7 separate regions of the Mus musculus genome follow, and regions 2, 3, 4, 5, 6 and 7 are each linked to region 1. A link is a contact called in public HiChIP or PLAC-seq and promoter capture Hi-C data. All regions are on one chromosome and are shown on one strand. Each heading gives the region's core, a stretch centred on a gene start, on an enhancer-like site or on the middle of the called end of the contact. The rest is flanking DNA. Distances are from core to core; before and after follow the strand shown.

Region 1 (3,857 bases), core at 1,085-3,584:
TCTAGGTCTACAAAGGTCAGCAAGAAGAAACTGAATCTGTTTTTCAACTGGGGGGGAAATGGCTCAACACTCCCTTCTTTCAACAAGTCTTTGCAGCCTTTGTATTTAGAGTTAACACCTGAGTGTTCCAAGGAAGCCATTTAAAAAGCACAGCTTCTGCTTTTCTGAGAAGTTTCTACGGTGATTTCTCAAGATTAAAGCCACAAATCTCAAGATCATATCTAGAAGGAACTTTAAAGGCTATCTGGACGAATCGGGTCGGCTTTCACGGCTCGACAGTGTGAAGAGTTTACTTAAGCAAATCAGGCATACGTTGTTATCAGTCTAATGTACTATACATTGCATTAATAAGCCCACTTCCTTACGTCTTAAGGAAAACCCTCAGTTGTATGCAAAAATGCAGATTTATATATATGTAAAGTTAAATAAGGAATTTGGATTCATTTACAAATTGATCCTAATAAAATTCTAAATAAAAGTTCCTATAAAGAATGAAAAGACTTTATAAAGAGAAAGGAATCCATTTCTGGATACACACAGAACTTTTCTGGACCCTCACAAAAACAACGTACGCCTGCACTGAGACAAATTGTAAGGGAGAAGGCTAGGGAAGTCACCAACGTGAGGTAGGCATTTCTCATTCACCTTCAAAATCCATGGGGATGAAGCTGTTATCACCCACCCCTCTGATGGTTGAGAAAAGTGTTTTAGCCAAGAGCTCACAAGCTAGAACACACAGGTTTCACATAATTTAGTGGCATATTCAATGCAATTATCTGACTTTGTTTCTATAGCTAGCCTGAATATATATCACTTTCTTATTTAAAAATATATTAAATAGATTGAATTCCAAAGTTTTCTGCCTTTGAAGTGTATCCAGAAACTTCTTTTTCATTTTCATCTTCCTGTCCACTCCCAAGACAATCGATCTTCATCAACACTCTGCATAATAAAACGGTAAGCTCTCTAAAAGCAAACTATAACACATACAGACTTGATCATAAATAAACTGCTTACTTCTGAAGGATTCAAACCAACAGTATCAAACAGGATAAATTTCCAACAGACATCACACCATGTTCAAAACTCAAGTTCAAAAATGGAAGGCATCTGGAAATGTTACTGGGCTAGGAGCTTAGACAGATACAGTCCAGCCCATTTTTGCTCTGCCACTTCCAAATAGTGAAAAGATGCCCAACTTTGCATCTGTTTCACTTTCAACAAAACAATGTAACTCTTGGTCACAGGGTTGCCCTAAGCAGTATATAGATAGAAACCTGTAGCTAGTGACTCTGAACTGAGTATTGAACTGTCTGAAAAAGGAGACCGAAGCTCCAAACCTTAAATAACTAACTGGAGCTGTTTAGTCCTAATCGTTTTCCAGTTCATCTCCTGTCTCTTTTCTAACTTCTGCCTACTGAACTTTGCACATAGTTACCCAACGTTATTTGCAAGACACCACACCACAAAGCCAATCCTGTTCCCAATCTACACTTCAAAGAGCACGCTTCTCAACGAAAGACTGTGATGTGCGAAATGCCCAGGGACCATGGTGACAGCTCAGTTGTTATCTGCACCACATCACTCACATATGAGTCTAAGCCAAGTGCTCACAACCATCTATCTCTACGACCAACAAAAACAAATGTTTCGCAAAACATGTCAACACACACACACACACACACACACACACACACACACACACAAAACTTTCTGTGAGAAAAGTTTTGCTCCAGACAGACACGTGTCATTCATTCACTGGTCAGCGAAAGGTGCTAGAGTTGGATGAGTAGTAGTTGGAGAGGGTGCTCCTAGAGACCTAGGATCGGTCACGTGAGAAAGTCTCCAGGCTTCAAACTCCCCAAAGTGTGGCTTGGAGATGCCGACAGCAGCACTCTGGATGTTCCTGTCACCTGGATGCTAACGAATGGAGGAGTGCCAGGGCTGCAGAGTAGCTGACTGCGTGGGTATCCCGTGCAGCGCACTAGGGAGGCGGCCAGGGCTAGCAACCCCGGACCAGCTTCGAGAACCCGGGCGCGGCCCGAGAGGGTCACTCACCGGGCCAGCAGCTCTAGGAAGATCACATTACTGCAGCAGCCTGCGAACACCAGGCCCACCGCGAAGGCCGGGCGCATGGCCGGTGCGGGGCACGGGGAGCCAGCGCGCAGAAAAAGCGCCCTTTCAGTTCGCTACCCTAGAAAATCCGCGCGCAACATCACCACCGCCAGCGGTTCCCTCCCTGAGGGCCGTCTTGATCAACTCTTCCTCCGCAGCTGCCACCGACGCGGCCAGACCAGGAGCTGTAGTTCTCAGTCATACCCGGTCCCATTCATTTGAGGGGGCGTCCTAGGGCTAACCAAACTACATGTCCCAGCAGACCGCGCGCCTTTACGGCAGGCGTGAAAAAAACAGGCAAGTTTCCCCCGAAGGCTCGCGTGAGTCGGTGTCGCACTGCCTTCTGGGAAATGAAGTCCCAATGCTGTTCGTGTTCAGTACCATAAAGGTTGGAATGGGATTCAACGAAATAGCTTGTGTGCTCCCTGTAACTGACTTCTCATTAGAGTATTCTAGCATCTGTAACAACTCACCTGCAACTGAGAGAATGTAGAAATTCCTGTAACATCTAAACCGAATTCTAGGACAACAGCGAACCTAAAAGTTTTGAGATTGAGCCTTGGCTTAAACTGCCTGTTTAGAGCATTGGCTTAGTACTCCACTCTCATCACAGGGGAAGATAGGCCTGTCTTACTAATAGTTGTTGTAGAATAGACTAATACAGTAAATGTATTGCTTTATGTCGTGATTTTTGTAGAGACACTGAACACATGTCTTGTGCTGGCATTTTGCCAGCTTAAGGTGCTCATTAAATATTGAATTTAACTGATAAAAGGCATTCTTTTTGCCATAGTTCTTGTTTCTAGTCTCCTTTGAAAGACAGACATTCCCAATTTCAGAATGCACTAGAGCTTATTGAAAATTCAAAGTTCAGGACCACAAATAAAAATTGTGCTCAGTAACCATCATTTAGAGCATGCAGGCGCCAGGATTCTGATGAGATCTCTGGGTCACAAGTTGGGGAAGCCACTGGCAAGTTAGTTGTGAATCTTGAGGAAAACTTCGGAGTGTTTATGTTTATCCCCTAAATTGCCTCCCATCATGTGGTGTCACTGCTGATGCAATCACACGTATGAAGGGGCACAGTTCTGAGCAGTAGCACTAGTCTTACATAATAGGAAGAAATAGGGCTGTTAATTCATCGCATCTATGAAAAACTGGTCTTGCTAGGTGTACAAACACAGAACACAAAGGCACTGGCCTATGTACATAGTTGATGGTCACCATGCAGTCTTTCTTGCTATTGCTGTTGAATCGGAGTGAACACCAAGAGGCTCAGTAACTGATGCCACAAGACTTCAGCTGAAGGGTAAAAGGCACGTGCTTCCTTTCAACACTTAAATGCTGACGTGAGCATTGTATGTGCGCAGCATATGTCTTTCAGGTGCGCTCAGAGGCCAGACAAAGGCATCCGATCTAGAGCTGGAGTTTCAGAGGTTGTAAGCCATTCCCTGAGTGCTCCAAGTTGAACCTGGGTTCTCTGCCAGAGCAGCCAGTGCTCTCAACCACAAAAGCATCTCTCCCATCCAGGTATGGCCAGTTTTGACTGGAGTGCTTGAACGTTGGCATTCTCAGAGTTTCCCCGGGTGATTTCTGTAGCTGAAGCTGAGAGCTGTTGAGGAAGGGGAAGTACTTAGAGGGACGGAGTCAGTGACATCAGTAGGTCATCTTTAAAGTGTCACCTCAGCCTGATTAAACTGAAATCCATAGGGAATGGAACCCAGGATCATCTGTCATTGAAA
Region 2 (3,556 bases), core at 1,007-3,506, 1.2 Mb before region 1:
AATATTGGAAAATAAAACGTCTCTATAGGGGTGAAAAGAGCATTGGATGAGAAGTGTTCTATCAGTATTATTATAAAAACCATGTAAGGGTAGCATGGAACAGCTAAAGAGCCATTACACAGAAGGAAATATATATATATATATATATATATATATATATATATATATACACACACACACACACACATACACACATGTATTCTAGAAGTACATGCGAGTTTCTGTATTTAAATGCTCTTTAAAATAATTTTTTATTTAAAATCATCACAGTTAATGTGATTTAATTTTTAAAAGAAAACAAACCCTTCCTTTCACTGGACAGTATAGGGAAAAGACAGAGCTTAATTTGTTCATAGCAGATTTACTTCCCACAACTAACTGGATATTTAAAGTGACACACCTTTTTCTTTTCTTTTATCTTCTCTCTTTTTTTTTCCACATTACTGGTATTCATCCATTTAGTTATGGGAAGTGTGTGTGTGTGTGTGTGTGTGTGTGTGTGTGTGTGTATGTGTGTAAAAACCAGTTTTCATCTTATAAGAATCCTATCATTTCCTGGCTGACTACAAGACAAGAGTGTGAGATGCTGTACAAAAACACTGGGCAGAATAAGGCTTATCATGGGATTAATCCCTTAACAAAACCCAGCAATTTGTTTTTTTAATTTGTAAATTAAACCTCTTTATTTTAAAAAGTGTTTTATTTAGAATGCTTAAAAAAGTAATTCCTAGGTAGTACGTTAAATGTTGTGAAATGCATTATACTTTGTGGTGTGTTGCTATGCGGTTTGGGTTTTATCAAAATTACAAAGGGGAATGAAATCCATTTGTCTACATTTAAAATTCCTCATCTCTACAACTCAATATTTTTCCTTGATGCATTCTAAATGCCCTAGTAGAAATTATTTTGAAAAGAAACCATTAAAGGTATGCTAATGACTCTGAACTGTGACAGATGCTGTGGGAACAAGCCTGATGGCGGAGGCGCAGCACCATTAACTATCTATCATAAAGTACTCTGGACTTGCTCATTTGTTACTGCTGTGTAGCTCAAGGGGGGAGGAAAACAGCAAGAGTTTCTTTTTCTGAGGCAAAAATCATAAGCTGCTCACTTATTCTAATGTCATGATCCCTACTGTTTATCTGCATGATAATTAGGAAAATCAGAAGTAGTGAAATATTATTTTAACGTGATTAGAATCAAACCACTCTAAAGACTAAGGAGAAAGCCCCAAATGCTTCCTTGGTGGGCCTCCATTGTAACATGCTAACTGTATGCAAAACGAGTTCTGACTTCACGGATGATTGCTAATCCTGGAAACAAACACTGTGTGTGTGTGTGTGTGTGTGTGTGTGTGTGTGTGTGTGTGTGTGTGTGTATTAAAGGTAAGTACAACAACTATCTAAATATTAGCAACTCCTGAACTGAAGCAGCCATAAGCAGGTATGACACCTATGGCCAGTCTTTAACATAATATCGAGTAAAAAATTATGTGCCCCTAAGGGAAAGCGACAAGGAAAGGGAGTGAGGATATGATGGGCAATGGCTGCTGTATAACACGTTTAATACACATTGTACATGGAGCTGACTCAAAACCCAGGCCTTAGTCCAAACAAACACTCTTGCTCTCCTAACACCACAACTGTCCTGAATGCCAGGCCGCATGAGGAAGCATCAGAGGGAAGGAGGACGGGTAGCCTCTTCTCTCTCGCCCTCCTCACCCAGCTGTTTACAGGAGGACCACGAAAGCCCTGCGTGCCCAGCTCCACCTCTAGTCTACACTAGTGCATGTGTACTTTCTAACAGCTCATAAAGGGATTTATCTTTACTTCGCACATACTGAGCCCTGGGCACACTGGGCTCACAAGGCACACACTCTACAACTGAGCTACAACTTTAGGCTGCAACAGATGACAGTCTGTCTTGTTTTAGTTAAGTCTGGTCTTGTCTTGTTCTTTTTGCCAGTATGTATTAAACCCAGGGGTCTCTTTCACGTTGGACGACTGAGCTACAATCCCAATTACTGACAAGGGACTCAAATGACTAGATAAAACTTGAATCACCCCCAAATCATACAGCTCTCCCTTTGGTATCTGCATCCATAGTTGCAGGAGAGCACAAACCAAGTACAAGTTGGCTACGGATTTTAGTGCAATCCATGAAGGAAGGGAAGCACAGCACAGGATTCAACACTAAACAATCCACCCAGGAAGGTAGCACTTAAGTGTAAGGGGGAAAGTACTCATGCCGGCCATGAGTGGGTAGATAAGTGACTCGTTCACTTTCATAGCAAATACAATGAACTTAAGCAGTATGAGGCTAGCTGAGCATGGGTGCCTGATATAAAGTATTACAATACCCAAGGCTCAAAATCTGCACTAACAGTTTGCCAAAGGAGTCACAATATAGACAGACTACAATAAAATCAAGGGCTCGTTACTCAACGATTTTAAATGTCCACCTTCTCAATAGCTGTTGGCCCCTTGGCAATAAAGAAAAAATGAGAATGGGAGGTGACAGTGAAATACTGCATCTTTTATAAAGACCTTTGAGATACTCCAAAGAGGTCTCTTATAGCTGTCTAGAAAATAGAGACGTCAATGTAGCCGTTAAAAGCATGTGGAAATAAACTTGGTATTACATTCAACACCTCACTTCATTTTCCCATTTGCTGCCTACTCTGGCCAGTGAACAGACTATTTAAATGGCAGGTCCTTCGTTTATATATAGAAGCCCAAGAATTAATGTCATCTGGGCTCTTCATCACAGGAATTCCTTGGTGACACTCCATAAAAAGAGCTGTAGGAAGTCCATACTACATAATTTCTAACAGCCTTCCTAAGTGATTATAACCTTCTCAAATGTTATGCATTTAATAGATTGCCAAGAGGCAGTCAGACTTCATGAAGACTGTGAAGATACCAAGTACAGCATACAGATTCTGGGCCTGTCACCTGTCTATTTCTAAGGAACTGTGTCCATGCACAGTGAGGTTCCTGCATTCAGAAACACAGTTCTACCATCTTCCATACCATTCATAAGGGCTCCTGGACCTCATGTTCTATTGCACAGAGAAAGTCTTGACATCTGCTTACTCATAGCTGCACAGAATGAATACAAATCACCATTATCCCAAGGTATGGTCTAGGGACCAGTCAACAAGCCTCTCAGTTGCATTTCCCCACTCCTACTTACCATTTTTAATCTGCTAGCTATCTCAGGGGTCATAGGAAAGACTATTCTCAAGTTCTAGCCCTTACGGGAACAACAAAATTTCTATCCAGTAAACAATAAAGAGTGCCTAATTGTAAACAGAGTACTGAAATACACGTATACTGTTTATTCCACCCCAGCAACAAACTCATTTATCAAACAAACATGGAGGAAAGGACACAGACAAGGCAGCCATATTTTCTGGCTTGTCTGGAATATCCCTGTTTCTCTGTGTACCCTCATAATGATTAAGAGCCTCCTCTTACCCTCTCACTCTGGAAACCTTATATTGTCACCTAAGCTATGAGAAAATTATGATCAGTGGTTTCTGGGAATAGACTGA
Region 3 (3,893 bases), core at 760-3,259, 1.1 Mb before region 1:
GTCTACCAGGGTGGTTACCAGCCTGGGATCACTCACAGGGTGGTTCTGGGAAGAAATCTAAAACGGTATGTAGGACTCCTCCTGATAAACTTGGGTAAAAAGTAAAGTGGGGTGGGGTGGAGTGGGGTGCAGTGGGCTTCACAGTTGGGGGAGTAGTGCGGAGACAGAACAGAACAGCACAGTCCACACCCTCAAAGGGACAAGTTCAAGGACACTCAGAGCTTCAATTCTGGCTACATGAAAAGAAGTTAGGCATGACAGAGGAGGGTCTAGGAGATGACAGAAAAAACTAACCGAGGCCACAGGGTGTTACAGGACCATGATGGTTGTAGATTTAGACTTCCTCCTAAGAGGGAAGAGGAGCCTCCCACATCTTCAACCAAAGAATGGCATTATTGGTTTCATCGAAATGAAAGATTTCTAGGGCTACGCTGAGAACAGGGAGGGAAATGCAAGGCTGAAGGCAGGGACCACAAGCACAAGATGGTTTGAGCAAAGCAGGGGTAAATGACTGGCCAGACTAAAGCAGCGACACCATGATGGAAGAAACCATAGAACCTGACATTAGAAAGCAGACAACATAGAAGAAAGCTATGGAGCTTCTAACCAAACTCAAGAGGAGAAAGTCAAGGTGTCCTCAAGATGGCAATGACAGCGGAGCAGGCCTAGAGCAAGAGCAGCACTACTGCCAGTGTGATAAAGCTGGGAAGTGCCACCACCACCCTGAGTGCAGTCTGGCTTCAAGAGACCATGTACTTCAGTACCCCACACACACACACACACACACACACACACACACACACAGAGGCCAACATGCTCCTTCACCTTCCACCTTTACAGTAACCAAAGTGTTATCAATGTTACCTGCAACCAAGTAATTTCAGGCTCCAACCATTGGCTGCCAGCTAATTAGAGCACATAATCAACTATCCACTCACTCAAGGGAACCAGGAAATTGTCTCAAGTATGCTCCCAAGGCCTTGCAAGATCCTCCAGTACTGTGACAGCTGTCACCAAAGTGTCGAGTAGCCCTAGGGATAGAACAGGTTTAAAAGAAAACTTATAAACAGTTACTGTTGCACCCAAGCAGCAGGGACATGGCCTAATACAGAGCACTTCAGCGACAGCTGGACTGTCAGGGAGACAGGAAAGGGAACAGGGAGAAGGAAGATTCTGGGTCACATATCACCTTGTTTTTAAAATGTTTTTTAAAAGAAAAACATCACCAACAACAATAACCTATTATTTGGCTGACAGCTGGAAAGTGAATGGATTTATTTTGAATATTTCCACATACATTAGGAAAATGTACATTTGAAACTCCACTGGGCATTTATTCTAAGAGATCTGGGCCTTCCCAATGATGCCCTATAAAATCTGTCAAATTCCAAGAAATACTGTAAGATTGTTAATTAGGCATTTATTTTACAACTGGCATATAAAATTTGTCAGATAGCATTTCTATATATTGGTCTTTATTCTCCATACTCCAAAAGAATAGTTTATACAGACAATGTCTTGCATTTTATAAATCTCGACACAGAATTACAAATTCCTACTTTACAGTTTTTGCCTCTAATAATTTCTATGATTTATCCACAAACAGTTCTGAGAAAACACAACCCATTCTTATAATCACTGTAGACTTAGTATCCAAAATCTACTGTAACAAAAATAGGGTGTTCTCTTAAAATAGCTTCTTTTTCCTATAGTCCTTGAATGAGCAAGTAGCTGACAGAACTCCAGATACAGGAGTGTGGCTCCTGCCATTACTCCCGCTCAATCTTCACATCCAGGCACCCCATGCTGCTGCTGCTTCTCAGGAAGCCACTGGTCCCCATGCCACCTATAGGCACTTATACATGGTAAATTACACAGAGCTGGTCTCTAGGTAGAGACCACTTAAAATTTACTAAGAAGCAGCAGAGCCAACAGTTAATACACTAACAGGAAATCACCAGGCAGGGAACAACTGCAAAGTATGACTCAGAAACATTCCAGAAAGTACTAAGCTTTGCTCTGTGATTCCCTTCCCTATGGCACTCTAGCTATCGTGTGTGGGAACCCTCTTGCACTGTCTTCAGACTGTCCTGAATATATAAATGTCCTAGCCAGGGATTGGCTGCTACATTAAAAGGCTTACATCTTACTTGTATGTTCAGATAAATTGGTTTTAAGCTTTTGCTGGTTTCTTAGAAGAAAATGCAAAGCCAAGAGTAATGAATCAGACAACACCAAGGTGAATGGGCCAGATGAGGAGATAAGGACTGAAGCAAGGATCATCATGACCCAGCCATACAGCTTTGTTATCAGGTCACCAGGTCCCAAGGCCCCAGGATTTACTATACTACATCTACAAAGAGCATAAAACAGACCCTTTCCCATGTGGTTTCCAACCCACCCTTTCCTTATCCTGCCAAGAAACCACTTGTCTCTGTCACTGATCTACTGCTGGGAAAAAAAACGCCACAACTGAGGCAACTTGCATAAGAAAGCATTTCAGTGGGGTTTGCTTACAGTTTCAGAGGGTTAGCACACAACCAAGCAGCACTGCAGCACGCACGCAAGCATGGAGCTGGGGCAGCAGCTGAGAGCTCATATCTACCCACAAGTAGCAGGCAGTGAATGAGCGAGACTTGGCTGGGCTTGGTTTTTTGAAACCTCAATGCCCATCCCCAGTGACACAGCTCCGCCTACAAAGCCACACCTCCTAATCTTTCTAAACTGTTCCACAACTAAGGACTAAGCACTCAAACACATGAGCCTATGGGGACCATGTTCATTCAAACCACTCCATTATAAACTCGTCTTACTTCACCTGCTCAAAACTCATCTGTTAAAACCCGTAGTGCCACACAGTTAAAGCCCTCACGGCTTCACACAGTTGAGGACATTTCTATTCTTTTTCTTCTTCCTTACAGTGCCAAATAAGGACCAAAAAAAAAGCCTTTTTTTTTTCACTTAACAGGAAAATGATCTTATTTTACACAATGGTAGAATATACATATTCTTGCCACCCTGATTTCTTTGTTAAATATAAAAATATCAATGAAAAGAATCACTTTAATTTTAACCATAAGAACCATTTAATAAATAAAAAAGCTTTATTATTAACATCTGGAAGTTCATGAAGAAGGAAGCAACTAATGAGATGTCCTAATCTTGTACCTTAGAATTAGATGGAACTCTTCAGTAGTTGCCAGGACCACACTGGACGAAATGAAACTCCTTATCTTCTCCAGCCTATCCCTACTGGTTAGGCCCCAAACCTCATCAGAATCAATCTGCTCTATCACTGACTCTACAGGGGGTACCTGCCATATTACGAGCCCTCAGATCCCTTTTCCTGGAGGTCTGCCTCAAGTCCACATGCCTTCATGGCAAGTCACACTTCTGCCCTGCTTCTTTCTTTCCTATACGCCCTCCAGCCTTGGGTGCACACTCTCATCTCATTTGCATATTGTTTACTTCCTCAGAAATCCTGCATCATGTTAACTATGATTTGACCAAATTGGTCTTTGAAGGCCCAAGATCTCTGCCATACCAACACGTGTTCACAGAAGGAGCGAGCTCTGAGGTTTCGTCGCTCGTGTGTACTGCCTACAGATCTTTTAGGTGCAGGGTGTGCTCATCAGAGATTAGACTTGATGCTTTAGAACCTTTGGGCAAATTATCCATGATACTGGCATACACAAGGTTTCACACATGAATGATGGAGACCTACAACACTGCACCTTCACTCAAATGTGAAAACTCCAAAGCAGTAAGCAAAACTGGTTGACTTTGAACTTTCCCTACAGTGTTGTGTCTAAATGAGCCTTAAAGAGCTGTTTAAAATAACTAAAGGAGCCATATTCTGGGAAAAAAAACGCATACAACATATAGATGAATCT
Region 4 (3,605 bases), core at 1,076-3,575, 1.1 Mb before region 1:
GACTCCTGCGGTCTGCAGGATCAGCTGTGACCATACTTTTTCGATGCTTTATTGGGTTCTTTAACCTACCATGCTTCACCACAATGCCTTTCAACCTCCCAACACTAGGTAGGTGAGAAAGGTGAGAAGAGAAAGGGAGCATAGATCTCTTCACACTACTTACTGCTGAATAGGGGTGTCAAGTTCCTTGGGGGCAAGTCCAAACTTTGTCATCAGGATATCTCTAGCCAGCAACCAGCAACAAACAGTAATCAATCCAGCAATCCAGCAAAGGCAGCAGCAGGGACAGCAGTAGCTGCTACAGCCTCAAGGGGCTCTGGCATTTTTAGATCCTCTCAAGAGTCCCCAGAATTCCAAAGGTAAACTGTTTTCAGCTGGCAGAATCACACCCCCACCAGAGCACGGGACAAATCACAGTCAGCTGCTTCAGTCTGAAGCAGTCCATAGCTCACATCTGGGTTTAAAACAAAAGCATATTCCTATAACATTACTGGGTTTTTAAAGAATTCAACAATTTTATGGCAATCAACACCTTGGTTTCCTTTCAGCCTTTCCTTGCCTCTCTCCTTGTTTCTGTATCTGCTCCCTCTATATGGTACTGCCCTGTGCTCAGAGCCTTTCTCACATGCACATAATATTTATTTGTTCACTTATGAGAGGGATTGAATCCAGGCCCTATACATGGCAGGTAAGCTCTATTTTTTGATACAGGGTCTCTCACTGGCCTGAAACTGGAAATTAGTGTAGGCTGACTGTCCAGCAAGCTCAGGAATTTCCTTGTCTTTACCTCTAGGAACTGGGAGTATACTCATGTGCCCTCAGGCTGGCTTCTTAAGCGGGTGCTGGGCATCAAGCTCAGGTGCCCACGATTGCATGGCGAGCGCTGTACCAACTGAGTTGGTTCCCTAATTCCTTATTCATTTACTAATTTATTTATTTATTTAAACATCACTTTGTAGCCAGGTATGGTGGTACGTGCCTTGGGAGGCAAAGGCAGGCAGATCTCTGTGAGTTCAAGGCCAGCTTAGTCTACATAATGAGTTCCAAGATAGCCAGAGCTACATAAAGACCCTGTATCAATACCAAAACAACAACAACAAACAACAAATCACTTTCTTTGTATACGATGTGTATATGAGGGGCATATGTTCACACATGAGAGTATGTGTATGTCTGTAAGCATGTGTACCTGTGCCACAGCTCACATGTGGAGGTCAAAGGACAGTCTTGGGCTCTACCAGTCACCATCTTCTACCTGGATTGAGACAGGTTTTCTCAATGATCTCTGCTGAATGCACCAGGTTGCACGGCTCGCCAGTTTGCTGGAATTCCGTCTCCACCTTCTGTCCCACCAGGAATGCTGGAATAACAGACACATGCTGTCACATCCAACTTTACGTGAGTTCTGGAGATCCACACAGGTCTCCATGCTTATGTGACAAGTACTTTAACCACCAAGCCATCTCCCCATGTCCCCTCCCCATTTGTTTTAACTTTATTTCTGTCTTTTCCTTTCATCAAAGTAGACAGTTTTCATCTATTTTCTTCACTAAGACTACATTGCCCATAGTAGGTATGTAGAGAATGCATGAAAACCCTGGACAAATACATTTCTTCCATATTTATTACCTGTATGTGACTGTAACTATGTATTAACTTACTGCCACTTCTGCTATAATGCATATTACTTTTTTCCTATAACCGCTATCCCAGGCCTGACACACATTTGATCAATATTTGTTAAATAGATAAAAGAGGACCAAGCTTCCACTCTGCCAGGGAAAACTTTGAGGTTACACATCCTGTTGCAAATACACAGAGCAAATAGGTGGGAAGCACATAGTTAGACTCTAGGTCTTTTGTATCCCCAGTGTCTCTCCTTGGAACTATCCAGCTCTGCCAGAGTTAGTTAAAAATCCGCCTGGGTTTCCAAGTATGCTGTACATTCCTTGAGACGAGGACAATGCACGAGCTGCTGTGACGGTCCCATAGTGCCCAGCCAATGCATGGTATCCATCACACTTATTCAAGAGATGTTTGTGGTTTGAGTGCTCAATAATAAAAAAAGAGAGAGAGAGACAGAGAGAGTGTGTGTGTTGTTAGCATTGTTTCCACTTTTAATGACAGAAATGATAATAACCTCCCAGCAGTGTGCTTTAAATAGGTTCAAGACACTGAAACACAATTTTAACAGTGTCTTTCATCAGCTCATTCCCCGGAGAGATGAAATGAGCTCGTAATGAGATTCCTGCAATGAGTCAAAAAGCAGGGGGAAGGGGTACAGGGCTGGGCTGCAGTCAGCACAGCTGCTGCACTGGCATTTGGGAGTCCGATTTCCCTCTGGTACTCAGAGCTGGCCTCGGGCCGTGGGGGACAGACAACAGCAGCAAGCCAATGCTGAGCCTGCCTTCTCTCTTCTGGGCATCATCCCTTCAGGGCCAAGCTATCGGCAGTAGAGAACTGGTACAGAACGGATCGTTGACTCTGAATGCATGTCCTTTACTGCCAAGCTCTCTCTGAATCCCCCCACAGAATAGCACACTGGTCAATTGCCAGCAACACAATAGGTTATTTCTCCATAAGACACTGTTACAAAGACTTTTTGAAAGATAAAATCTCACCTAGATCTGCCTGATACTGAAATTACAATGTAGCTAAGGATGACCTTGACCTCCTGATCCCTCTGTGTCTGGATGCTAAGGGCCGAGATGACAGGTGTGTATCACCACACCTGGTTTGTGAAGGCTCCTATAATGTTTCCCCTGTGAATGTGTCAGAGGTGATTGACTTGGAAGTACAGGTTAACACTACTGAGCTTTAAGTTTTCATATCATGTACTGGTCAAGAGATAACATATCAGGGCCCATAAAGGCCTGACAAGTCACTGGATAAGGTGAGGGAGATTTCCATCGTGTCTGGTCTATAATCAGCATGGCACTAGGAAAAGGAACAGAGAACATGGGGGAAAGGGGAAAGAGGCCACCTAAGTTCTTATCCGGGGCAGTAATGCCACTGTTCATGCTGGAAAAGGCTTCTGTCTGATAGGCTTCCTACTCTTCTGTCAGAGCTCACCCAGGGGATGCTATACAAAGACAAACGTTTTAATGCTGTCCTATCTAGGTGCTAATTATCAACTTGACAGGGTCTAGAACAGCAGGTCTCAACATATGGGTCTCGACCCCTTTGGGGGTTGAAGAACCCTTTCACAGGGGTCACACATCAGATTTTCTGCATATCCAATATTTACGTTATGATTCATAACAGCATCAAAATTACAGTTATAAAGTAGCAACAACATAATTTTATGGTTGGGGGGGTCATCACAACACGAAGAACTGTGTTAAACAGTTGCAGCATTAGGAAGGTTGAGAACTACTGCTTAGCATTGCCTAAGACACAAATTTCTGGGCCTATCTGTGGAGGATTATTGAGAGGATGTTAATTAAAATACAAACACCCACCCTAAATGTGTATGAATAGGGTCTTGGGCTTGTATAGGAGGCCATGCTTCCCTCTATAATGATAGTGGACTAACCCTCTGAAACTGTAAGCCAGCCTTACAGTTTGAAATGTTTGCCTTTGTAAGAGTTGCAAAGACACCTTGG
Region 5 (3,830 bases), core at 599-3,098, 1.2 Mb before region 1:
TGTTATGTTGGCTAATAGTTCTGGAGATTCAAGGCCACAGCACCCAACTTAACTTCATTGCACTAAAGCTACTGCTGACACCATCTCAGAAAGAACATACATGAAACAGTGAGGTCACAGAGAGCAGCCTGGCCTGGTTGGATTTCACAGCAGCTCACTGCTGCAAGCCACCATGGGTCCCATGAGACCACCTTAGTTATTCTCAGGATGTGAGGGGCAGTACCTCCCTGCTGTCCACAGCCTATGCACATATATTTTTCTAGGTCCCTCTCAAAGCTTCTGTCACCTCCCACCTTACAACATCAGAAGCCAAGTCTCCAACACAGGAACTTTGGGGGACAAACTATATTCAAGCCCTGTCTCTTCCAGAAAGACAGTTCTAGTCAGTATTTTCCAGGCCTGGTGATTCATTCCATTGAAAACTATCTGTGAGTATTTTCTGATTTTAGAGATAGAACTTTAGTACATGACTACTTACATAGCTTAAACATGGCCATAACTCACAAATCTGTTTGTCTAGCCAACTCTTCCCTCCCCTGTCTTTCACCTTTTTCCTCCAAAGGCTGGATGTATCTGATAATAAAGTCAGAACATATTAAACAGAATGGGTTTAGACAGAACGTAACATTACCATGAGTTTCACTATCACAATGAACTAAAAGATACAAGAATGTCTCATGTCCCAATTCTGGCTTCCATACCACTATCAATGGGAAAAGTAAGTGAACTATGTTATGCTTTCAAGGAGACAACTGATAAAATTTATGATTAATTTATTTAACTAAATTAAGCTCCAATGGATCTAATATAATTTTCCAAATTACTAAAACTGAGGACAAATCTCAACTGATAGCCATTTAAAAATAGCAGGCAGGGAGTCTCTCAGTTGACAGACAGCTAGCTTCACAACTGGATGCCGACTCCTTTTTCCTTCCTGATTTCTTGAAGAAAGGTTATTAAAGCAAAACACTTTCACTTGCCTTTATAGGTAAAGAGGTGAAATTTGAATGCCAAGGGTCAAAGGTCAGGAGTAGTCACATTTTTCTTGCTGTCAGAGATTGGCTTTTGGAGGCAGGACGAGGGGAAGTAAACCACATCTTAGAAGATTGTGTTCAAACTGTAGCCTGTCCTTGTGTGTTGTGCCCTTGTGACATTGGTGTGCGGTAGCTGCCAAAGCAGTATGGCCAACCTCAGCCTACATACACAACAGACTGTCCCAGGAAAAACAGGCTGGCTCCTGTGGACCCTCAGCAGCAGACCAAATGACTGTTGCATCTATTAGATGTTTTAATGAGCTCATGCAAATTAGACAAAAGAATTTAAGCATGGAGGCTCATCATCTGTAATTTAGAAGCATGATCAGAAAACTACCCCAGTGCCCACAGATCCACAGTACAGTGAATGGAAAGTCCATGTTCAGATGTGGTTGTTTGGTTTTGGTTTTAATTAGAATATAACACAGGTTGCTGCAAAACTTGTACTCAGCTCTGCTGTCACTATGGTACTAACAAGAAATGTCTCATGGGGAAAGCCAGCACAAAGGAACAGAACCTAAAAGAAGTGGGGGTAAATTCTGAGTGGCTAGAAATCTCTTCAGCTTACATGACTTTGTCTAAATGTGTGTGCCATGACTAGTCAGAACAGCAGAGAAAGGGCATCTGCTCTGGGAGGAAGGCAGGGCAAGCCTGCCAAGGTGCCATGCAATCTGATGGATCTCATAGTCTGGCCTGCAGATGGGCTGATTTTACCAACACATATTTTTCCACACTCTCACATGCCTAATGTACCTCCTGACTGCAGAGAGGCAGTCCTGCCTCGGGTGTCATCGCCTGCACAGAGCATCAAAATTTGCAGAAGTGGTGTCAGCAGCTTGGAAAACTCCCAGAAGTGGCAGTGGAGCAATCCCTTAAGGAATGCTATGTTGCCACGGTTTTGAGGATGCTGAATATGATACTACATGGGAAAACCAGGACATCAGGACTGAGCAAATGAATGGAAGGAGTGAAGCCCAGTGTGCAAAGGCCTGAAAGAGGCTTGAATCCTGGGACCTCACTGTTGGCACAACTGGCATTTTAGCCATGAAATGCTTTTTGTCGGGGACAAAAGGTAGCAAAGAGCCCATCTTAAGAATTACATGATCTTTAGCAGCATCTTGGGTACCATCTACTAGATATGATTTGACAGGTGTGACAGCCAAAAATGTCTCTAAACATTGTCAAATGTCCCCTGGAGACCAAAATGCCCCCCAGTTAAGAACCACCACCTTAACCAGTTTATTTTGCTTACAGGAAGAATTTTTTTTTCAAAATTAGTCTTAATGAGGTATTTTAATAAGAAAATCAAAGAGATGAAACATTGGATCATAATCTGCAGCCATTTTCTTTTCTCAGTAGAACATCTTGAAATCAACGGCATCTTCAACTCAGGTAGATTCTACCACCCACTTCCCTTTAAGGAGCCCTCATCTGTGTCTCCTGCTGAGAAATGGCTTCCTTTCTCCTGCAGTCTTAGCCAGTTCCAATTTTCCCTAGCTAGTGGTTTTTCTGTCTTCCTTTTTGAACTATCAGGCTTCCCAAGTTAACCACAGTTAAGATTTGATCTTTTGGTCCAAAGAAATCTCCCTGAAATAAGGTGATGAGTTAAGCTGTCCTGACAGAAGACAGCTCTGCTGCACAGTTCACCAGCCTGTTGACTATTTCTTGCTTCTCCTCACCACTCAGACCTGGCAGAGCACAGATACAAGTGCGTATTCCTGGATTGTCTCTGGTTTTGAATGAGCTTTAAAATTTGCTCAAGGAAAAGATTGCACTTAAAGAGTTGACCATTTTCACCACACAGAAATAGGGACACTTGAGAAGAGAGCAGGGCGCAACATGGCTGAACATTACACAGTGCACATGTCATTAGAACATTCAATACTCTGCATCAATTAAGAACTAGTATGTGGAGTTATAATAATTCTACAAAGAAATATATCACTTTTTGGAAATTAATTTCAATGTCCTCAAACATATGTATTTGAAATTTACTTGTCTGTGTATCTTTGTTTGGATCTCATACACTTGAGAACTGGTAGACAATTCTGTGTGCATTTGAGGAAAAAGAAAAACCTAGGCCATCAGGACTTGTGCAGGTGACAATGTAGGAGTATGGAGAACCACTCTGAAGAAAAGCTTACAATAAGCCTTCACTCAAACTTAGGCAACAGACACACCAATGCCTAAATGCACTGCTACTCGAAGATGCCGCTTTTAGAAGACTGAACGGAAAGCTTTCTTAATGCTTGTGCTAAAGTTTCTTCGCTGATGAAGAACAAAAAAGGAAGAAGGTGGGGAAAGCTATTGATTCAGTCAAGTATCATATAGAACACACACTTTTCGCCAAGATTTGACAGCTGGAGGGTTGTTATAAAGAAAGCTTCAAACAAAACATTTTTAAAGAAAAAAATAATAACATAATAGCTGCTCTACCCTCTGCTCTCTAAAACGGTGACAGAAAATGAACCCCTTATCAAGAGTCATTTGTCCAGGTTACAGCTAGGTGCCAACTCCATCCCACCTGAGGCATGGAGGGGCCCTCACATTCCTGTTTGTTCATCTCCTCGGCCCTTTCCCTTTCACGGCCAGAGCAGAGCACATGGGAGTCAAATCATGAAAGGAAAGGCACATACTAGCATGGTGAATTACTCAAAGAAAAAGCCTGCACCATGTGGTAATAAAGAACTCCTGAAATACAGTTCGCAAAGTAAACACGAATTGGACCACCCCCCAAATCCGTGTGAACATAAAATTTAATTAAAGAAAATATAATTTCAAGATATAAAAAAAATG
Region 6 (3,900 bases), core at 763-3,262, 1.3 Mb before region 1:
GCATCAAACTGCAAACGGCCGAACACCCACCCCATGATCCTAGCTGCACACCAGGGCTAACTGCTTCTTTCCTAGGTACAAATTATATACCAGAGAGCCAAACAAAAAGAAACTTCATCATCTGAATGTAGGAATACCTCTCACCCCCAAAGTCCCCTGCTCTCTATGGAACACTGACTAACCCTGCAGGAGGCAATCCACCTGCCCCATCTGCTCCCTCTTACAGTGTACTCAATTTAAAAAGTTTTCTTTTTTTTTTTTTTTAAAGAAAAATCTAGTATTTTTCATACGGAAATAACAAATTATTCTACAATGTCAGCTCATTTAATACATTTGGTTGTATTCAAAGTTATACAATAAATAAAAGACTGGTTGTCCAGAAAAATCAGATCTGAATATGTACTATGAATTTGCTCCCAACATATTTTCCTTGTGGCATGTAGAATTTGGTTAATGAATTCTTAGGGTATCATTCAGAAAGATGGTAGTTGGGCACATAAACAGGCTAATATACTCCATTTCAACAGGCCCCTTCTTTTCCAAAGGTCCAATGTTGCCAGACAGCATCTCATGAACCAAGTCTTTGTTAAATTATTTCCCACACTTTGAATCAAACTATATCCTCTTTCATTCACACAAGACCTTAAACTTAGAAAATATGATACAATATATGATTTTATGATTGGATATTAATATAGGAATAGTTATAATGATGTAATAAATTACAATGACTTTATATTAATAGAATTGTATCTGTATGTTCAGTTGAGAAAAGTTCTCTTTTAAATAAACTAATTGGACCAAAGCTCCAGCATTAAGAGTGGCAACATAGTCATATGATCCTGTGCAAGACAGAGAGAAATGCTGATTCTGGTGGGTTTTGTGGTTGTGGCTATGGCTGTAGATGTATGGCATATTGGGGTAAAGGTTTGGATTAAGCGGGTTGGTGATTGGAATGATAACAAATACAATACATATATGCCCAACACATGTGACAGAAAATTCTAGCAACAACAAGCAATCAAAACTACATGATTTTTATGCAGTGAATCATGGGGTGCCAAGAATAGGTGACAGATAAAAACACTCCCCAGTAGGTAGAAATTTTGGTTGCACTTACATATCCTATCAACTCTGTCTTTGAAAGTAAGAATTTAACCCCTTCAAAGTCTAAGGCCAGTGTTCCTTTATACCCTCTTGTGCCATTTGATCTCCACTGTTTCTAGCATTTGAGTTCCTTATGGAAAGCAGTTTTCCCTGTTTGCTTCAGAACATGTCAAAGTTAAAAGAAACAGTCTATGCCAGCCACTTCCACAGATAGCCCGTCCCCTTTAGTGTTTTGCTAGCAGCTTCATGCTTATATTAAAACTTTTAGGCCACTTCTTATATTCTAATATATAAAACCATTTGGCATGCAATGAGGTACAGTAATCAAAATTGTTCTTGAGCAAATATCTAAGACCTCTGGGGGTTGGAAACTGGAACTTAACTTTCCAGTGCAAATAAATTAGCACCTCAAAGGGACTCTTGGTGGGATTCTTTCCCCCAAGAAAAGCTGCCTTATGAATACCTTTAAACAAGAGATCTACATTATAGAGCTCTTTACTAGGGGAGGGCGAGCCAATGGGGTCAGGTGTCAGAATTTACTAACAGACAAGAACACCCAAGATACACCACAGATGAAATTGGTCTTCTGGCAAAAATCCAGTATATCAGACTTATAGCTTCAAAAATAACACAAAGTGGCAATCCCCACCATCAAATTCAAACCTTCACCTAAGTAGCAACAGAATATTTGGTTTCTGCTTTTTATCAACTAACCAGGACTGCTGAAGGATAGAGACTGAAGACTCACTACTCAAATTCTCCTTCACTTTAGCATCTTTTGTGTTGTAGAAACACCCGCCCCACAAAGAGAAGAGCTGTGAATGACAGCAGCACCAAATGAGCTGGAATGGAGGTGTTATGAATGTGAATCAGCAAGGGCCACTGCAGAAAACAGCAGCATCTGGGCGTGCAGCTTGCAGTGGAAGGAGACTGCACCGCCCACATGCTGGCACCCACTTTGACCACTTCATCTTGCTCAAGAGCTCTGCTGGGGAAACAAAGGTGAGAGGCACTGCCCTCTAGCCCATAGCCTGCACAAACAAGGGACACGGGATGGGATCAGAAAGCGATCCCTTTTCGTCTTCTCCTTGCCAACACACCCCCTTCCCAGACCTGATGGGTTTCTAGCTGGGGGCTCAGCAGATAGCAGGCTGAGCAGGCTTCTGCCATATGAAGTGTTGTGTCTGAACATGTCGACAGTAATTGGCAATTCATTTTTCATCCTGAAAGCAGAGAACAGGTGTAGGCTAACTTCAAACTCCCAGTCATGAACCTTGCTGAGTGCCTCTCTCACCCAGCAGCTTTGCTCAGATCTATGCTGGTAGCAGGCTGGTGGTCTTCAGAGTCATGATGCCAAGATCTGCCTCACAAATAAGCATTTGTGTAGTTACAGAAGCACAAGAGAACAAAATGAGGGAAAAAAATTCCAACACAACAGCAGCCCCCAGCCTTTCTGGTGTAAATACTGTAATTAGCAAATAGCTGACTTCTTTGTGATTGTAAGATCCCCACAAAGCACAGTGAACACAGCAAAAAAGGAGTTTCAGTGCTTAAAAGAGAATAAAGCCAGATATATCACCACACAGAATTCTTTGCCAGCTTCATCCAGAAACACTAGCTGAGGTGACTTGTGAATCAGAGCCAAGAGCAAAATCTCGCCTTAATGAGCACATCTATCAGTTTCCAGGGGACACAGCTGATTACCAGTGCTGGGATACACACTCACACAGAATGAGAGTCTAACTGCAGGCCAATGAAAAAGAACACACACAAAGTAACTCAAGGCAGCCATGTGAGCAAGTGGAGGATGGTGGGGATGCTTGGCGGCCCTGTAACATGGAAGCATGTGTGCTTTTCTGTCAACATGTAGAGAAGGGCCAAGATGCAAGCTTTTACAAGTTTTCAAGCATTCTGCCAGGCCTCAGTAAGGAAAACTGCTGCCTGGATCATTATATGAAAATGTATTGGTGCTGCTCACAGTAAGAATGTTTTATTTACAATGACTGGTTTCAAGTCCCCCTTAAGAGGAAGAAGTCAGTGTCCCTATTTGAAGGTGACAAGACACCCAAAGACTCCATCAAGAAACTTCTAGAATTGATAGACACTGGCAGGTGACAAAAATCAACACACCCAAATCAGTAGCCCTCCTAGACACCAAAGACAGGACAGAGATAAAAGTGCCAATTCTACTCACAATAGCCCAAAGAAACAAGCCAGCCTAGGTATGCCTTTGAATACACCTGATCAAAGAATTGAACAGCCTATACAACAGGAACTAAACCTCTGTAGAAAAAAACTTTCCCTTTGCTGTGAAGACACCAGCAAAGGGAAAGACATCCCAAGCACATGGATTGGTAGGGTAAATATGAAAATGGCCATCTTACTTTCCGTAGTAATCTAAAGATTCAAAGTCATTCCCATCAAAATTACAATGTAACATCACAAAAATTGAAAAAAAAAAAAAACTCCAAAAAACAAAAAACAACCCTGAAAATCCATATAGAAGTACAAAAGACCACAGAAAGCCCAAACAATTCTGAACAACAACAACAACAACAACAACAAAACTGTTGGAGGTAGCACTATTCCTGATATCAAGTTATCCTGCAGGACTGTCATTGTACTGGTACAAAACAGACACATCGATCAAGTAGAATTGCAGACCTAGATATTTGTGCATACCATAGCTATATGGATTTTGACAGATGCCAAAAATACACATCAGAGAAAAGACAGAATCTTTAACAAAGGGAAAACTGGATATATGCACAGAGAGAAACGAAAAAGAGCCTC
Region 7 (3,586 bases), core at 110-2,609, 1.3 Mb before region 1:
GGACAAAGTATCTCTGCAGGGTGTCAGGTTCAGCTTCACCTGTGGAGGCCTGGCTGGAGGAGAGCTCTGCTTTTAACTCCTGTGCTGAGTCTGCCTTCTCACACTGCATGGCCATAGGGAGTTTGCCACTAACCAAATGCACTCACAACTGCTCTAGCAGGGAAAACAGCAAAGGTAGGGTGTCTGTCTGTCTGTCTGTTAGTTAGTTAGTTAGTTAGTTTGTTTGTTTGAAGACCAGTAAGTCAATTTATTATTTCACCCTTTCAAATAGATTTTCACATTTTTGTATCTCAGATTTTAGATTCTATCCCATGCTACCCTGGTTTCACTTAGTGAGATACTCTACAGTGGGAGACTTCATCTGTTAGTAAAATACATAACAGTGTCTCCCCATATGCAGTGCATCAGGTTCACCATAACCTACTCTGTTGTCATTTCTCACACTATCAGTTATCATGGTTCCCCTTCCTCTAAGGTAACATCGGTAAAAATATCAAGTGACAAAAAGTGACTAAATCCCATCACCAATTAATCATACAGATGGGCCCAACATTTTCTGATGCTGCAGAAGACATGTCACCCACTGGAAGTGAGGGACTTCAAAAGCCATTTCTCATTTGATGGAACTATGACCTCAGCAGTTAATTAGTAACTCTCCCCAGGTGGCAGGCCAGTAACTTCCTTGTGGTAACTTACTTTTTCACTGTTTTCTTTCCCCTGTCCTCTCTGCCACGTTGATACAGTTCCCTTCTGTGTTAATTCTAGGTGGCTCATTACAAAGTGTAAGCATATTACTACTGAAAGCCTGGAGTCTATAAACTACAAGTAATATGTGCCACACGACCAGGCTGATCTTTGTACTGAGCCTACACCTCATTAAGCTCTCTGTTCACCCTCAGCTCCTAAGGCCACCAGGGCTTTTACACTTCCCCTGTATGCTGTGCCAAACCCCATCATCCTTGACAGAGCCAAGAACAAAGTGGTTGATTCAGCAAAAAGAATTAATTGAACTTCACTGTAAAAATTAAAAAGTTATATATGCATGACATTGGAACCCTCAAAGGAATCAAGTGTTCACGATGTCCTTGGGATACAGGGACTTTTATCCTGGAAAGACTCTAGATAGGAGAACCTTTGTGTTCTTCAGTTGGTGACAACCTTAGAACCAATAAACTCCTGGCAAAAAAATACATTTTCCTTAAGAACGTGTCAACAATCCACTTCAAACAAATTATCAGTCAGAACTGTTTAATAAGAAAAAATATGTTTTCTTTCCAGGAGGCACAATGACCTGACTGTCCTACAAGAGTAAAAGTGTGCAGACACCTCGAGGGTGTCCAACTGCTCAGACGGCTACTGAGTCCTCACTGAAAGGGAAAGCACCAAATGCAGACCGGGAAGGAACTTGGGGACTGCAGCGTACGGCAGGTTCAGGTACGGAAAACATTCTTTCTTCCTTTCTGTAAAAGTTTCTTTGAAAGTGCCAAATCCTGAGGAGGACATGACACATTTTTGAGTGTTTAGCTCAATACTTTCAGGTTATGAGAAGGCAATCATCCAATGATGAGATCTGATGCCCAAGAGTTGTACTAGAAGCTAGAGGTGCTAACTCGGCACTCAAAGAACTAATACTGTCCCCAGATAGACTAAACAACTTAAGCATAAACTCATACATTTTAAAGACAGCAGTGTCCTGGCCCCCAGCACTGTTGAGGCAGCCGACTCAAAACCAGATCTACTGATAATAATCTGGCTTTGTATTCTGGGGGCAAGCTGCTCTCAGCTTCAGGATATTCACAGAGTGGGCAGCTTCATACAGTTACTGTGAGGATAAAATTAGACAAAATATAGTATGTGTCTAACAACATACATATTTAATCACAATTATTATATAATGTACAGTTATCATTGAGAGCTGTGAAGCAGTATAGACGTGTCAATTAATTATACACCAATAAAATTGTGAAAACAGAAAAAACTGCCCAAGGGACTTAGGCCAGTTGTGTGAGAACACTGAGCAACCTTCTCTAGAGACTGCTCCAGGCTTCCTCTGGGCAAACTGTCAGCCAGGAGTTAATATTATTCTGGTCTCTGAAGCAAGAGTCATACTCATCCAGCTCCCTTTGGGCCATAAACCTACACACGAGGTTTTTAACACTCTCAAGAGTTTATAGTCTCATCTATCCAAATACTAACGGGAAAGTCTGTGATCTCTGACTACTGGGAAATGAGGACCTACCTGTGAAAGTTTTAATAGCCATGATTTGGAAAACTGCTTCCAGGAATAATAAAACTGTAGTCTAGGGAAATTACACTTATTAGTGAAGCCTCACACATTAGTGAAGGAAGAAGAGTATCTCAGACCCTCCCTGGTGGACACATCTGGGAAGAGAAGAGACTTGACTCATGGCAATCACCTAACTGGCAGGGTTAACTGAAATAAAACCAAGTAGCAACTGGGCAGTGTTACAGAACAGAATGTGCGGCACACGCTCAAACTGGCTAGTTCATAACTGCTGACCTTCGCACCAAAGTGGATATTAAAGGAGTAAGGAAGCAATCATGCAAAGGTGGGACATACATGCCAACTGTGCCTAGCCTGCCGTAGCAACAGCTTTGGAATGGTGTCCTAAAACTTGTTTTGGTTTTAGTGGTCCACAAGAATATAAGGCCTTACACAGAACTCTGTGCTGAATGCCCAGATCCTTACAGGACTCGCTGAGTCACATTCTTCACTGGTAACCGAGTATTGACTTGAAGGTATCAATTCATGTGATTAAAGGAAAGGTGTGTTCAAATCCACATTTAATCCACAGCAACCTGGACTGCACTGTAAACACACACATCCTATCATGTTTTCTTATACTAAGCACTATCCAGTTCCACACTTTTATATTTTTAATGCCAAGTATGTTCAGAAGTCTATTAGAAATGCTTATACAGAGCGCCTTCACAACCATTAACAATATGAAAAAACAACAAACAAGCAAACAAACAAAAACAGGTTTTACAAAATGACAGACTGAATATTCTTTATGTAATCATAGATGAAAGATATGCCCTATGATGAAAACACCTCAATTTGATAAATTCTTGCAAATTTTCAAAGAGCTGTCGTGTTATCTTTTATTTTGTCAGGGGCATTACTTGGTGTCGAACATGAGGTGTTAAGCCTGCTACCCAAGCACTATTTAGATTCTTGCTTTAGGTTATTCTAATAAGCCAGTGATACAAATATTACTTCCTCTTAACCGCAAAAGAACTGGAGAGGGCAAGAATTTCATTACAGAGCCTGTGAAGGACAGATGAACGATGCCACAACGGGTCCAAGTAGCACTTCTACAAACTGACCTTCATCCGTGTTAGGCTCACCTGATGGCTGAGAAAATCCTAAGAATGGTCTTTCTATATGTAAATGCTATTTTTAAAAATTTTTATGATGTGAAAATTATGTAAAATGTAACCTTCCTTCTGTATATAGTCCCTTTCGTTTCCACATTTCAGAGGGAGCGTTAGGAAAACAGAAAGGGCCCACGCGAGCTAAAATACTTACTGAGGGGATGTCATCACTCATTTCTCCTCAAAA

Evidence for each region. Promoter capture Hi-C pulls out the DNA fragments that hold promoters and counts their contacts. HiChIP or PLAC-seq counts read pairs in DNA pulled down with a chosen protein or histone mark.
Region 2: a promoter capture Hi-C map of liver shows a contact between it and region 1, with 2.5 times the contacts expected there. The contact joins the enhancer-like site here to the promoter of Slc35b4 in region 1. A contact is called at or near these places in 11 of 39 promoter capture datasets (the 3T3-L1 cell line, the C10 cell line, cranial neural crest and 5 more), 4 of 115 datasets of contacts at active chromatin or transcription factors (astrocytes, embryonic stem cells, extraembryonic endoderm stem cells and 1 more) and 2 of 9 other capture datasets (adipose tissue and liver).
Region 3: a FOXA1 HiChIP or PLAC-seq map of pancreatic cancer cells shows a contact between it and region 1. The contact joins the enhancer-like site here to the promoter of Slc35b4 in region 1. A contact is called at or near these places in 18 of 39 promoter capture datasets (the 3T3-L1 cell line, 3T3-L1-derived adipocytes, the C10 cell line and 13 more), 21 of 484 Hi-C or Micro-C datasets (B cells, the Ba/F3 cell line, CD8 T cells and 15 more), 19 of 115 datasets of contacts at active chromatin or transcription factors (the SCID.adh cell line, cardiomyocytes, differentiating embryonic stem cells and 13 more) and 3 of 9 other capture datasets (adipose tissue, liver and macrophages).
Region 4: an H3K27ac HiChIP or PLAC-seq map of large pre-B cells shows a contact between it and region 1, with 8 times the contacts expected there. The contact joins the enhancer-like site here to the promoter of Slc35b4 in region 1. A contact is called at or near these places in 4 of 39 promoter capture datasets (cranial neural crest, hippocampal neurons, liver and 1 more) and 4 of 115 datasets of contacts at active chromatin or transcription factors (the NIH/3T3 cell line, embryonic hindbrain, extraembryonic endoderm stem cells and 1 more).
Region 5: a promoter capture Hi-C map of hippocampal neurons shows a contact between it and region 1, with 4 times the contacts expected there. The contact joins the enhancer-like site here to the promoter of Slc35b4 in region 1. A contact is called at or near these places in 14 of 39 promoter capture datasets (the 3T3-L1 cell line, the C10 cell line, the HPC-7 cell line and 9 more), 5 of 115 datasets of contacts at active chromatin or transcription factors (the SCID.adh cell line, astrocytes, embryonic stem cells and 2 more) and 2 of 9 other capture datasets (adipose tissue and embryonic stem cells).
Region 6: a promoter capture Hi-C map of embryonic stem cells shows a contact between it and region 1, with 2.5 times the contacts expected there. The contact joins the enhancer-like site here to the promoter of Slc35b4 in region 1. A contact is called at or near these places in 11 of 39 promoter capture datasets (the 3T3-L1 cell line, the C10 cell line, the HPC-7 cell line and 5 more) and 2 of 115 datasets of contacts at active chromatin or transcription factors (embryonic forebrain and embryonic stem cells).
Region 7: a contact with region 1 is called in an H3K4me3 HiChIP or PLAC-seq map of pro-B cells, with 6 times the contacts expected there. The contact joins the enhancer-like site here to the promoter of Slc35b4 in region 1. A contact is called at or near these places in 4 of 39 promoter capture datasets (embryonic stem cells, hippocampal neurons, liver and 1 more), 3 of 115 datasets of contacts at active chromatin or transcription factors (astrocytes, pro-B cells and stem cell-derived neural progenitor cells) and 3 of 9 other capture datasets (embryonic stem cells, liver and macrophages).

What each region holds. Positions count from the first base shown.
Region 1 is chr6:34,174,720-34,178,576 of GRCm38.p6, forward strand. Slc35b4 (solute carrier family 35, member B4) reads right to left here and starts at 2,335. Exons shown (of 10, transcript NM_021435.3): 1 at 2,059-2,335. The coding sequence starts at 2,135. It overlaps Gm13855 (a long non-coding RNA gene), which reads left to right and starts at 2,329. Exons shown (of 3, transcript XR_868963.3): 1 at 2,329-2,503; 2 at 3,486-3,645.
Region 2 is chr6:32,948,930-32,952,485 of GRCm38.p6, forward strand. All of the region lies in intron 4 of Chchd3 (coiled-coil-helix-coiled-coil-helix domain containing 3), which reads right to left. Among named protein-coding and RNA genes, the nearest start is that of Chchd3, 110 kb to the right of the region's middle. Within about 2 kb of position 2,257, at least 7 of the 459 cell types and tissues checked have an H3K27ac peak or open chromatin away from gene starts, as enhancers often do.
Region 3 is chr6:33,041,077-33,044,969 of GRCm38.p6, forward strand. The region is part of intron 2 of Chchd3 (coiled-coil-helix-coiled-coil-helix domain containing 3); the gene reads right to left. Among named protein-coding and RNA genes, the nearest start is that of Chchd3, 17 kb to the right of the region's middle. Within about 2 kb of position 2,010, at least 25 of the 459 cell types and tissues checked have an H3K27ac peak or open chromatin away from gene starts, as enhancers often do. A contact at or near this core is called in muscle stem cells, pancreatic cancer cells and trophoblast stem cells, where this site is marked.
Region 4 is chr6:33,092,591-33,096,195 of GRCm38.p6, forward strand. No RefSeq gene overlaps it. Among named protein-coding and RNA genes, the nearest start is that of Gm22321, 5.6 kb to the left of the region's middle. Within about 2 kb of position 2,326, at least 21 of the 459 cell types and tissues checked have an H3K27ac peak or open chromatin away from gene starts, as enhancers often do. A contact at or near this core is called in hippocampal neurons, where this site is marked.
Region 5 is chr6:33,003,048-33,006,877 of GRCm38.p6, forward strand. All of the region lies in intron 3 of Chchd3 (coiled-coil-helix-coiled-coil-helix domain containing 3), which reads right to left. Among named protein-coding and RNA genes, the nearest start is that of Chchd3, 55 kb to the right of the region's middle. Within about 2 kb of position 1,849, at least 10 of the 459 cell types and tissues checked have an H3K27ac peak or open chromatin away from gene starts, as enhancers often do. A contact at or near this core is called in hippocampal neurons, where this site is marked.
Region 6 is chr6:32,835,344-32,839,243 of GRCm38.p6, forward strand. All of the region lies in intron 6 of Chchd3 (coiled-coil-helix-coiled-coil-helix domain containing 3), which reads right to left. Among named protein-coding and RNA genes, the nearest start is that of Gm32007, 180 kb to the left of the region's middle. Within about 2 kb of position 2,013, at least 26 of the 459 cell types and tissues checked have an H3K27ac peak or open chromatin away from gene starts, as enhancers often do. A contact at or near this core is called in embryonic forebrain and embryonic stem cells, where this site is marked.
Region 7 is chr6:32,888,417-32,892,002 of GRCm38.p6, forward strand. The region is part of intron 5 of Chchd3 (coiled-coil-helix-coiled-coil-helix domain containing 3); the gene reads right to left. Among named protein-coding and RNA genes, the nearest start is that of Chchd3, 170 kb to the right of the region's middle. Within about 2 kb of position 1,360, at least 17 of the 459 cell types and tissues checked have an H3K27ac peak or open chromatin away from gene starts, as enhancers often do. A contact at or near this core is called in pro-B cells, where this site is marked.